Regions from separate parts of the Bos taurus genome. Here region 2 is linked to region 1. The links are chromatin contacts, called in public Hi-C maps. All regions are on one chromosome and are shown on one strand. Each heading gives the region's core, a stretch centred on a gene start, on an enhancer-like site or on the middle of the called end of the contact. The rest is flanking DNA. Distances are from core to core; before and after follow the strand shown. Region 1 overlaps PTPRE (protein tyrosine phosphatase receptor type E). Region 2 has its middle 3.9 kb from the start of MKI67.

Region 1 (5,078 bases), core at 1,834-4,333:
GGTAATAGAAGAAAAATTACCGTACAGTTCACACAAAGCTTAGACAGCGGCCCTTTTCCGGAAGCCTGTTAGCAGTCTCCAATCCACCTACAGTTGCAGGACCTGCAGGAGACGCGGGTTTGATCCCTGGGTTGGGAAGATCCCCTGGAAGAGGAAAGAGGAAATGGCAACCCTCTCCAGGATTTCTGCCTGGAGAATCCCATGGACAGAGGAGCTTGGCGGGCTACAGTCTCTAGGGTCTCAGAGTCAGACAGGACCACAGTGACAGCTCGCTGGCCCTTGAAGGAAATTTGAGATCTTGTCCCTGAGATTTGGTGCCCTCCGGTGGCCCTACTGGATTTGTCTTTATTAACGGAAGGAAGTTTGTGCGCCGTGAAGAGGTTCGTCTTCACTGAGGGTGGCGTGTCCTCCAGTCCGGACTGCAGGCGTGTTCCAAGTTCCCATCATCGCAGTGGGGACCGGGGACTCATGACGTGGCCTCTTCCTCTCTCCCCAAGCGCGGGCGTGGGCCGGACGGGCACCTTCATAGTGATCGACGCCATGATGGACATGGTGCACGCAGAGCAGAAGGTGGACGTCTTTGACTTCGTGTCCAGAATCCGCAATCAGCGGCCTCAGATGGTTCAGACAGACGTGAGTCATGCCTTCCTCTGGCCCAGCCACCTATGCTGGTGTGAGCTTGGCTCAGCAAACCCCGACGCCCCGGGACACGAGTCAGGTGCATGCAGAGTGGTGCCTGGCCGGGACCATGTCACCCCGGCCCTCTTCAAGGCCGCAGATGGTCACTACAGACAGCGCTTAATCTGACGTTCCCCCCAACCCCTTCCCCTTTGCACAAAAAGAAAGGGTCCCCCTACTCCAGGGGCCCCCCTTGGAGTCCATCTGGGTCTCCCTGCAGATGCAGTACACGTTCATCTACCAAGCCTTACTGGAGTACTACCTCTATGGGGACACCGAGCTGGACGTGTCCTCCCTGGAGAAGCACCTTCAGGCGCTGCACGGCCCCACCGCCCACTTCGACAAGATCGGGCTGGAGGAGGAGTTCAGGGTAAGCGCCAACCTGCTCTCAAGGAGGACCAGCCTCATTCACACAAAGCTGCTTACAGCTGCTTCCTCCCTTAGGAATCCCTGGAAAAGTAAGGGGGTCCGTCCTGCCCATGACTTTCAAGGGAGGAACAACGGGGACTTTCAGAGCTCTGCAGCCATGTTGGCGGGTGGGGGGAATATCATACATGCACATTTTATCTCCCAAGACTCGGGCCATGTCTGGAGATGGAGACAGTTTCCTCTGAGCGGGTGTCCTTGATGGCAGTGGGGTTAGAAGGCTGAGCAGTCTCTCGGGAACATCAGGGTTTTAACTGCGTGGCTGTGTCTCTCTTGGCTGCAGAAACTGACAAACGTCCGCATCATGAAGGAGAACATGAGGACAGGCAATCTGCCCGCGAACATGAAGAAGGCCAGGGTCATCCAGATCATTCCATGTAAGGGCCGCCCGCGGAGGGCAGGCGCGCGCAGCAGGCGCTGTCGGCGGGCATCCTGGGGCTTCAGTCGCTGGAAGGTCGTTGACCACCTGCTCCTGTAAACCGGGGGTCCGGGGTGGGGTGCCCTCGGGGAGCTCTGTCAAGTGTGGGGAAGAGAACGCCCACCTGTGAAGACATGAGTGACCTAGGCTGTCCCACGCGTGTCAGGCAGGCATCTCGTGACCTGGACTTGGAGGCAGGACAGGGAGGGGGACTTCCTGGAAATGGAAAGATGAGCTTCGGGCCTGACGTGGTGCCTCCTGATTCTACGAGATGCCATCCTGTCTTCCCCCAAGCGGGTGGAGGCACGACACCCCCCTGTACACAGAGTGGGGTCCTGGCCCATGCTGTGCAGCCGGATCCGAAGGGAGCTCAGCTGAGATCTTCCAGGGAGAAGCCTTGGGGCCGGCACACCGTGGGCAAGGGAGGCATCGGGCGCTGGGCAGCCTGAGGTCTAAGGGGACGGAAAACCTACAGGCCTGGTAGAAGCAGAGGCATCGGAGGAACCCCAGGGGAAGAGAGGAGGCGGAAGGGCTCACCCAGACCTCCCCTCCACATCCTCTCCTGGACTCCAGCTCCTGCAGCGGCAGGCCCTCACATGGACCTGCCCAGGCCGGCAGTGCGTGGGTCTGGGCAGGCCCTCTCCAGCCTCAGACCCCGGGGGCTCTATGGCTGTGATGCCTCTGGCCGGCTACGCCAAGTTGCCTGGCCGGCCACACTCCTTTGACACCTTAAGTTTACTTTAATGCTTACGTTTTGGTATGAATGACCTCAATTTAGGGCTTCCCTGGGCACTCAGCTGGTAAAGAATCTTCCTGCCATGCAGGAGACCCAGGTTTGATTCCTTGATCAGGAGGATCCCCTGGAGAAGGGATAGGCTACCTGCTCCAGTACTCTTGCCTGGAGAATCCCCAAGGACACTGGAGCCTGGTGGCCTACAGTCCACGGGGTTCCAATGAGTCAGACACGACTGAGCGATTAAGCACAGCCCAGCACCTCAATTTATGACTGATGAAGACAATGAGTCAGTTATTTGAGAACTTTGCTCACAAAACACAGCTTCCCCCGGCCACTTGAAGGAACCTAGTTTAGGAAGGAAACCTTCCAAGGGGTTGACTGTATTTAGTGATTTTATCCATAAGCTTTGTCTCAGAAGCTCCTAACAGCGAGTTCAAGTTTGCCAGGCAGGATGGGGTCGCTTCTGACCCAGGGGATGCACTGCTTTACAGATGACTTCAACCGCGTGATTCTCTCCATGAAGAGGGGCCAGGAGTACACAGACTACATCAACGCGTCCTTTATAGACGTAAGTGCCGGGCCCCCGCCGAGCCTGCGTGCCTGGCGGGGACGCAGCTCCTTTGCCCCATGATTTCAGTCTCTTCAGCTACTTGCTTTCACAATCAGAAAGGGTGGACACGCCCCCAGAAAGCCAAACCAGTTCATTAGCAAACACTTGCTGAAAAAAAAAAGGAATAAGGAACTTTGAAGTAGAGGATGTACGTGCACTTTTAAATAATTGGCTGCTTTTCCATTCTGCCTTTAATACGTCATAGCTTCTCTTTTGCTCGGCTGTTACACTCCAGCCCTCTGTCCCTGCTCATTCGTGCTTTCTGTCCTGTGACCACAGTTCAGTTCAGGCCCCATCACAGCCTGCCTTGTGCACAGCGGAGCTAAATGGGTGGGAGACAGCATTGCAGTCAAGTCTGTGCTCGGATTCTGGTTTACAGATGAGAGAACACTGTGCCGGAGAGGGGGTCACGTGGGCACCAAGCCAGGACTGGGGAATTAACTCACTTCCTCTAACTCCGCACCCTCTCTGCCCTGCCTTGATGCTAAGTTAGCTGTGACACATACAGACGCATTAATAGAATCGAAGCCAGTCCAAGCAAGGGTCCTGTTACATCCGTACAGAGGTGAAGGGGCCCCTTGACCTGTTTTCTGAGCACGTGCCATCTGGGTCTCGGCTCAGGCCCCGGAAGCCTGAATGCCGTCCCTCCTGCAGCCCTGGGCTGTCCTAAAGCCACATGTCCCAGCGTGGGAGAGCGGTGGCAGGAAGCCAGACTTGAACCTGTCTCCCATTTGAAGGGCTACCGGCAGAAGGACTACTTCATCGCCACCCAGGGGCCCCTGGCGCACACGGTGGAGGACTTCTGGAGGATGGTCTGGGAGTGGAAGTGCCACACGATCGTGATGCTGACCGAGGTGCAGGAGAGAGAGCAGGTCAGCCCGCCCCCCACCCCCGCCCCAGCGGCCTCCAGGGCTGCTCACACCCACCAGGTGCAGCCCACCCGACGGACTGCCTGTCCCCTGGGAACGCCTCACCTGCCATCGGCTGTGAGGCCAGGCCACGACTACTGAGGAGGGAGAGAGGCTGCAAATGAAAAAGGTTTTATTTCAACTCCTTCCCCCGCCAACTCCAGTTCATTGTAACTATCCACTGGCTGTTGTTCTTAGCCTATATTTTATTTAAAGTGAAGTCGCTCAGTCGTGTCCGACTCTTTGCGACCCCATGGACTGTAGCCTACCAGGTTCCTCCGTCCATGGGATTTTCCAGGCAAGAGTACTGGAGTGGGCTACCATTTCCTTCTGCAGGGGATCTTCCTGACCCAGGGATAGAACCCTGGTCTCCCGCATTGTAGGCAGACGCTTTACCGTCTTAGCCACCTTTAACCAGCCTTGAATTTCTGCCATTTTGTGTTTGCCACAAATACATATTTGGTCACAACCTGTTGAAGGAAAAGACCTTTACTCACTTTTCTTGGGACAAAAAGACAGAGGTATTGAAATGTGTGCCTAATTAATATAGTCCTGGTAGAACTGAACGGGTTAAATATTTCTTTTCTCCCAGAGATCCATCCAGAGGCACATAGTCTTCTTGTTTTTATTTAATAAAGCATCATCCAAGTGAGAAACCAAACTGTTGCTGATAACATACACTTACCTAGGCGTTCTCCCAAGAGGCATCCACTACCCTGAAGTCGTGGGGTTTTACTTCTTTGCCTTTTTAAAAACAGTTTTATTGGGATATAACACACATATCATGCAATTCCTCTTTCTAAAAGGTATAGTGCAGTGGTTTTTAGTGTGTTCACAGAGTTGTACAACATCACTAATTCCAGATCATTTTCATCACCTGAAAAGAAACCCCATACCCAGGAATGATCACTGCCTACTCCCCCCTCACAATCCCTGCAACCACAGATTAGTTACTTTCTGAGTGTGAATTTGCCTCATCTGGACATTTCATATAAATGGAATCACGCCACCTATTTCTCATGATTGAGCACTTTCACTTAGCATGTTTATAAGGCTCATTCATGAATCAGTTCCTCACTCTTTTTTTTAAATAGTATGGCCCTAAATTTTGTGTATTCATCCATTAGTGTTTGGACATTTGGGTTGTTTCACTTTGGGCTGTTACGAATACTGTTTTGAACATTCATGGACAAGTTTTTACGTGGACACACAGTTTTATTTCTCTTAGGTAGATGCCTGGGGCTGGAACTGCTGGGGCCTGTCATAACTATATTGCAAACTCATATCACTTAACTGTGCAAG
Region 2 (5,078 bases), core at 804-3,303, 51 kb after region 1:
AATGAAACGGGATCATCACTGCTTTAAAGTGAATAAACGAAACTTTTTAAAAGTATTAAGTAAAAAAAAAAAAAAAACGTATTAATAGCCTGTGTAAACAAAAGGGCTTAGTGGTCCTCAGTGGATTCTTTTAGGAGCGGAAAGGGACCCTAAGACTCTAAGCCTTTATGCTCCTGAAAGGTGGGAGAGAGCCTGGAAACCTGACGCTCCTGTATAGGATTTCCAGCTCCGGATCCTGTGTGACAAAGCTGCTGGGGCTGTGTAGTGTAGATGCCTGGATTCTATTAACCTTCTTGGGGGATTCGTTTCATTTCTTCCCCCTTACACTATCAAAGCTCATCCCTGATCCACCCCGTAAAATGCTGCTCTGTCACTCTGATTATTGTTTGTCATCAGGACTGTTCTGTGACCCTGTGGGAGCAGCCTAATTAGAACTAGGAGGTGCTAGATTTCCTGTCAAATAATCTTACAAATCCTCGGCTACACACACCATACCTTCAGTCCTCCAGCGAGAGCAAGGAATTAGGAAAGACTTCAGGGACCGTCAAAATTGGGGCGCTTAGGTCTGCGGGAGGACCCCATTTTAAACTGTTGATGGTAAACTGGAGCAGCGGTGTTTTCTGATGAATAGGAGGTTTGCCCCACAGCCCCAGGTTCCATCAAAGCCCAGGTCTCACTCCTGGGAGGAGCGTCCCTTTGCACAATCAGCCTTGAAAAGGACCCGGAATAGGGACCCTGTAGTTAAAGCACCGCCGACCCCGATGGACAGGAGTCTGCCGACCTGGGAGCTTTCAGGGAACCCACTTCCAGACCTTCATACTCTACACGCATGCGTGCGCGAAATCAATCAGCCTAAGAAAGTGTCTTGGAGTGGGGGCTGGGGGGGTGGGTCCCTATCCCCGGGCTGATCTCCCTAGCCCTCACCCTTCCTACTCTCACCTGCCAGAAACTCCGGAAGAGGCATTACTCCGCACCCAATGAAGGGACAGTTCAACGATTCCAGTAAACTCCAAGCCCCTCAGCCTGATTAGAGCGTGTACTTCCAATAAACTGAATATATGTATAATATTTACCATCTGTGAGACGTTTGTGTTCTTTGGTCATCCTTGTTCCAATAAATGGTCTGTATACTGACACTTGGTCCTGCTGGGGTGCAGAGAAGGGGCAAGGAGGGAGGCGCCCCTCCAGGCCCGTCCCATCCCCCCACCACCTCCACACACAAGTTCAGGGTCTCCCCGCAGGGTCTCCTCCGCACGGGCCGGTGCCCCATCCCAGTCCATGGGCTCTCTTGGGTCCCACCCAGGCGCCCTGGCCTCGGGACTCCTGGCTGCAGGTAGGGGTCGCAGAGCCCTCCAGCAGCGGCCCTAGACTCACCGCTTCACTCCCCACCCCCTTAATCACCCAGCTCCTCCGCCAGCCTTCCAGTCAAAGGAGGAAACAGCCCTCAGGCGTGGATCTGGGACAAGAAAGGCGGCCAAGGGTGGGGCTGGGGTCCTTCTGAAGTGCCTCCTGCAAGCTCTTCCTGCGCTGGTCAGCCGCCCTGCTGAGACCCTGGGGGCCTCTCGGTGTCTGGTCACTGTCAGCTCCAGCACCCACGCCCAGGCGTTGACTACGCCCCGGGCACCTGCCTGTTTCCAATCTCCAGCCCCAAAGCTAGGGTTGCTTCCCCAGGCCCTAAATCCCGGTTCTCCTGGGCTCCCTATGCAGGATGCCATTCGCCTCTCATCTCAGTCAGAAGCTGGACTCCTCGACCACTCCCCTTGGGCAGCATTCCACAGGTATGGTGACCAAGGTGTCTGTGGGGTTGCCCCTACTTGACTGCCAGCCTCTGTCCCCATTGGGTCTCCTGGGCCTTCATTCCTGGCCCCCCTAGGAGGCTAACTGCATCTGGGTCCAAGCACACGTGGGGCCACACCTCCCCCTCCAGACTCCCCATCACCTCGGAGCCATTCCCTTAGTCCCAGCTCTGAAGGGGTGTGGTACAATCCTGCTGCCCCTGGGACCTCAGCTCAGGACCTTCTAGAGAGGATCTGATCACAGTAGACAGGGAGCTGCTGCAAACAGTCCCCAGATCATGTGACTTCCTGGGCTACACCCTTCAGAGGTTGCTAACTGCTCTCAGAATTGAATAAAAACTCCTGCCAGGACCTAGAGGCCACTGTGACCTGGGCCTCTCCTCCTTGGTCTGTGTCTGTGTGGTCCCAATCCACTTCCAGCTCAAGCCCCTAGAGTTCTTCCTTCTCCAAAGGTGCCCAGATCCCTCCTAGCCTCAAGGCTGTTGATTCCACCCACTATCCCAGGGAACTTTTCACTGTGGGAGGAAGGGGAGGTGGGCTTTGCAGACAGGCTGAACCACAGCTAGAACAGGTTGTTCAAGAGCCCACATTGAGGAGTCAGCCTGGACGTTCCCGAGCGGTGAAGGATGGCTCCAGCCACCCGGCACCTACCCTGTGCCCACAGTCGACTGAAGAGCCCAATGAGAAAGGGAACCAGCGCACTGGTTTCTACTTTGAGTTTAGAGAGAGAAGCTGGACAGAACATCGCACCAAAACACATGAAAGGAATTTTGAGAAACATTTTTTAATTTAAAAAGCTAATAGTATATGTTGTTGCTATGGAATATTTGAAAAATAGACTAGTGTAGAAGAAAAAATAACTTATCCCAAGATGCACACACAGGCACACACAAAGGTCGGTCATATTTTTTATGTATAGTGTTATTTTGCATGATAAGCAGTGCATATCTGTATAAACACACACTAGTTTTTCTTATACTTTCATTTAGGATTATTACATAAGTATTTTCTCATTCACTTTTGGTGAATATCACTTTGATAATCTTAATTCCTTGTGTTTGAACATTTAAGGTTTTCCCTAACATTTTATTATTATAAGTAATTGGCTAATGAACATATTGGCAAAAACCTTGTTTTGACATAACAGATTATGTCCTTAGTTTATATTGCCTAAAATCTAGTTTCTAGATCAAATAATATTTGCTTCTTGTCATCAAATTGCATGCTTTTCAAAAGGCTTACAACAATTTTTCTACTCAGTGCAATGCTTGAAAATGCATATTTTACCACCAGTTCTGAGCATTCAGATTTTAAATTCTCTGCTATTTTGATTAGCCAAAGATGGGATATTGTTTCCATTTTCATTTTCATTTTCATTTTTTAATATTTAATTTTTATTGAAATATAATTGATTTACAATGTTGTATTAGTCTCAGGTAAACCATAAAGTGATCACTTCAGGTGCGCAACTATATATACGTATATATACATACCTATATTCTTTTTCAGATTCTTTTCCATTGCACATCAATACAAGATATTGAGTATAGCTCTCTGTGCTATACAGTAGGTCTTTGTTGGTTATCTATTTTTCATTTTGAATTTAAAATGTCCTGGTAAGGTCGAATACTTTTCCTTACCTATTTAAATTTTTCATCTTTTTTACTTTTGGGCAACAGTCTTTTTTGTGCCATTTCCCTAAGTATCTTTAATGTCTTTGAGTTTTCTTTATCAATTTATTTAACAATATATAAATTCTTGATCTGCAGAGTTAGCAGAATTTTAAAAGCCAGGCATAAAGCCAAAGAATATTTAAAGCTTGGATAAATGTGTATAAAGAATAAAACTCCCTAGCTCTCTGAGAAAATTCTATGCATGGCTGACATACATTGGTGGGGGCAAGGGACAGATAAGATCAAAAAAGCTGTCTTCAAAGATGGCCCAAAAGCCCACAGTGAGACTCCCAGAGTAATGTCGCTTGAGTATAAAATGGGAAAATAAAAGTAAAATAAGGTCAGAAAGCACAGCAGGTCCTTGATCCCTGGATTCCTTGAAGGGACACTGGATTCCTTGATCTCTATCCAGGAGTGGCTTCACTTCAAATGGAGACACCGGCATATCAGCAGGCAAAGGACAGTGAGGGGCTCTGCCAGCATGCCGACATCCCCAAAAGATGCGGAACAAAACCATCACATCAGAGGGGAGCTGACATAGGAGGAAACGATCTTACTGGAGAAGGTTATTACCTCTAGGTATATGAGTAGCTGAACTAGGTAGGTAATTGATAATCTAATATAAAAGATCATTCTTCCCATTGTCAAAGGTTTGAAAAACAATGTGAAACGTTCAGTTCTGTGGTTTTCATAATTCTTGGAATCCCAGGGCCAGATGGTGCCCCTGGAGAGAATCTCATAAAACCTCTTTCCCAGAGGTAAAGCGTGTCTCATCATTGCAAGTCCTCTGGAATCAGTCTTTAGTATCTGGCTCTTGCAAAATGCAAGTAAAGATCCACGAGCTTTATTGTTGTTGTTCAGTCACTAAGTCGTGTCTGACTCTCTGAGACCCCATGGACTGCAGCACGCCAGGCTTTCCAGCCCTCCACTATCGCCCAGTTTGCTCAACTCATGTCAATTGAGTCGGTGATGCCATCCAACCATCTCATCCCCTGTTGCCTCCTTCTCCTCCTGCCCTCAGTTTTTCCCAGCATCAGGCTCTTTTGCAATGAGTTGGCTTTTCACATCGGTGGGCAATGTTTTAGAGCATCAGCTTCAGCTCAGTCCTTCCAATGAATATTTAGGCTATATTTCCTTTAGAATTGAATGGTTTGATCTCCTTGCAGTTCAAGAGACTCTCAAGAGTCTTCTCCAGCACCACAATTCAAAGGCATCATAACATCGGGAAAGGTAATTTTCCTTGAGATCAACTCTCTTTCACCAGTTTTTAAAAAATTGCCCTTTACATATGTCTACTCCTACAGGAAGTTTTGCTCGTGATGAACTGGGCAGTTAGTAACTAGCAAAGCTTAACTATTTGCTTCACAAATACAGGACACTGACAAGCAACCAAGTTTCCAGATGTGATGGTTCCTCTGGGTGGTAGACTGTAAGTGGAGCAGGACAGGGCCCTGGGAGCAAAAGTGAGAGAGGAGCCATACACACATCAGGGCATCAAGTACCTTGAAGAAAGTATGGGCCAAACTGGAGCACTTGTTGCTAAAGATAGAACGAAGCTAAAAAGTTAGAGTGCCAACCTCCTATCTTAATACTGCAGAAAGACTGTCAC

What was found. A called contact is a pair of places that touch in the nucleus more often than the background predicts.
Region 2: a Hi-C map of an unstated tissue shows a contact between it and region 1, with 3 times the contacts expected there. The contact joins two enhancer-like sites. A contact is called at or near these places in 2 of 11 Hi-C or Micro-C datasets (blood and an unstated tissue).

The regions. Positions count from the first base shown.
Region 1 is chr26:47,486,893-47,491,970 of ARS-UCD2.0, forward strand. PTPRE (protein tyrosine phosphatase receptor type E) reads left to right here. Exons shown (of 19, transcript NM_001205531.3): 11 at 498-633; 12 at 899-1,048; 13 at 1,388-1,481; 14 at 2,750-2,826; 15 at 3,606-3,740. Among named protein-coding and RNA genes, the nearest start is that of PTPRE, 33 kb to the left of the region's middle. Within about 2 kb of position 3,084, at least 7 of the 102 cell types and tissues checked have an H3K27ac peak or open chromatin away from gene starts, as enhancers often do.
Region 2 is chr26:47,539,153-47,544,230 of ARS-UCD2.0, forward strand. No RefSeq gene overlaps it. Among named protein-coding and RNA genes, the nearest start is that of MKI67, 3.9 kb to the left of the region's middle. Within about 2 kb of position 2,054, at least 8 of the 102 cell types and tissues checked have an H3K27ac peak or open chromatin away from gene starts, as enhancers often do.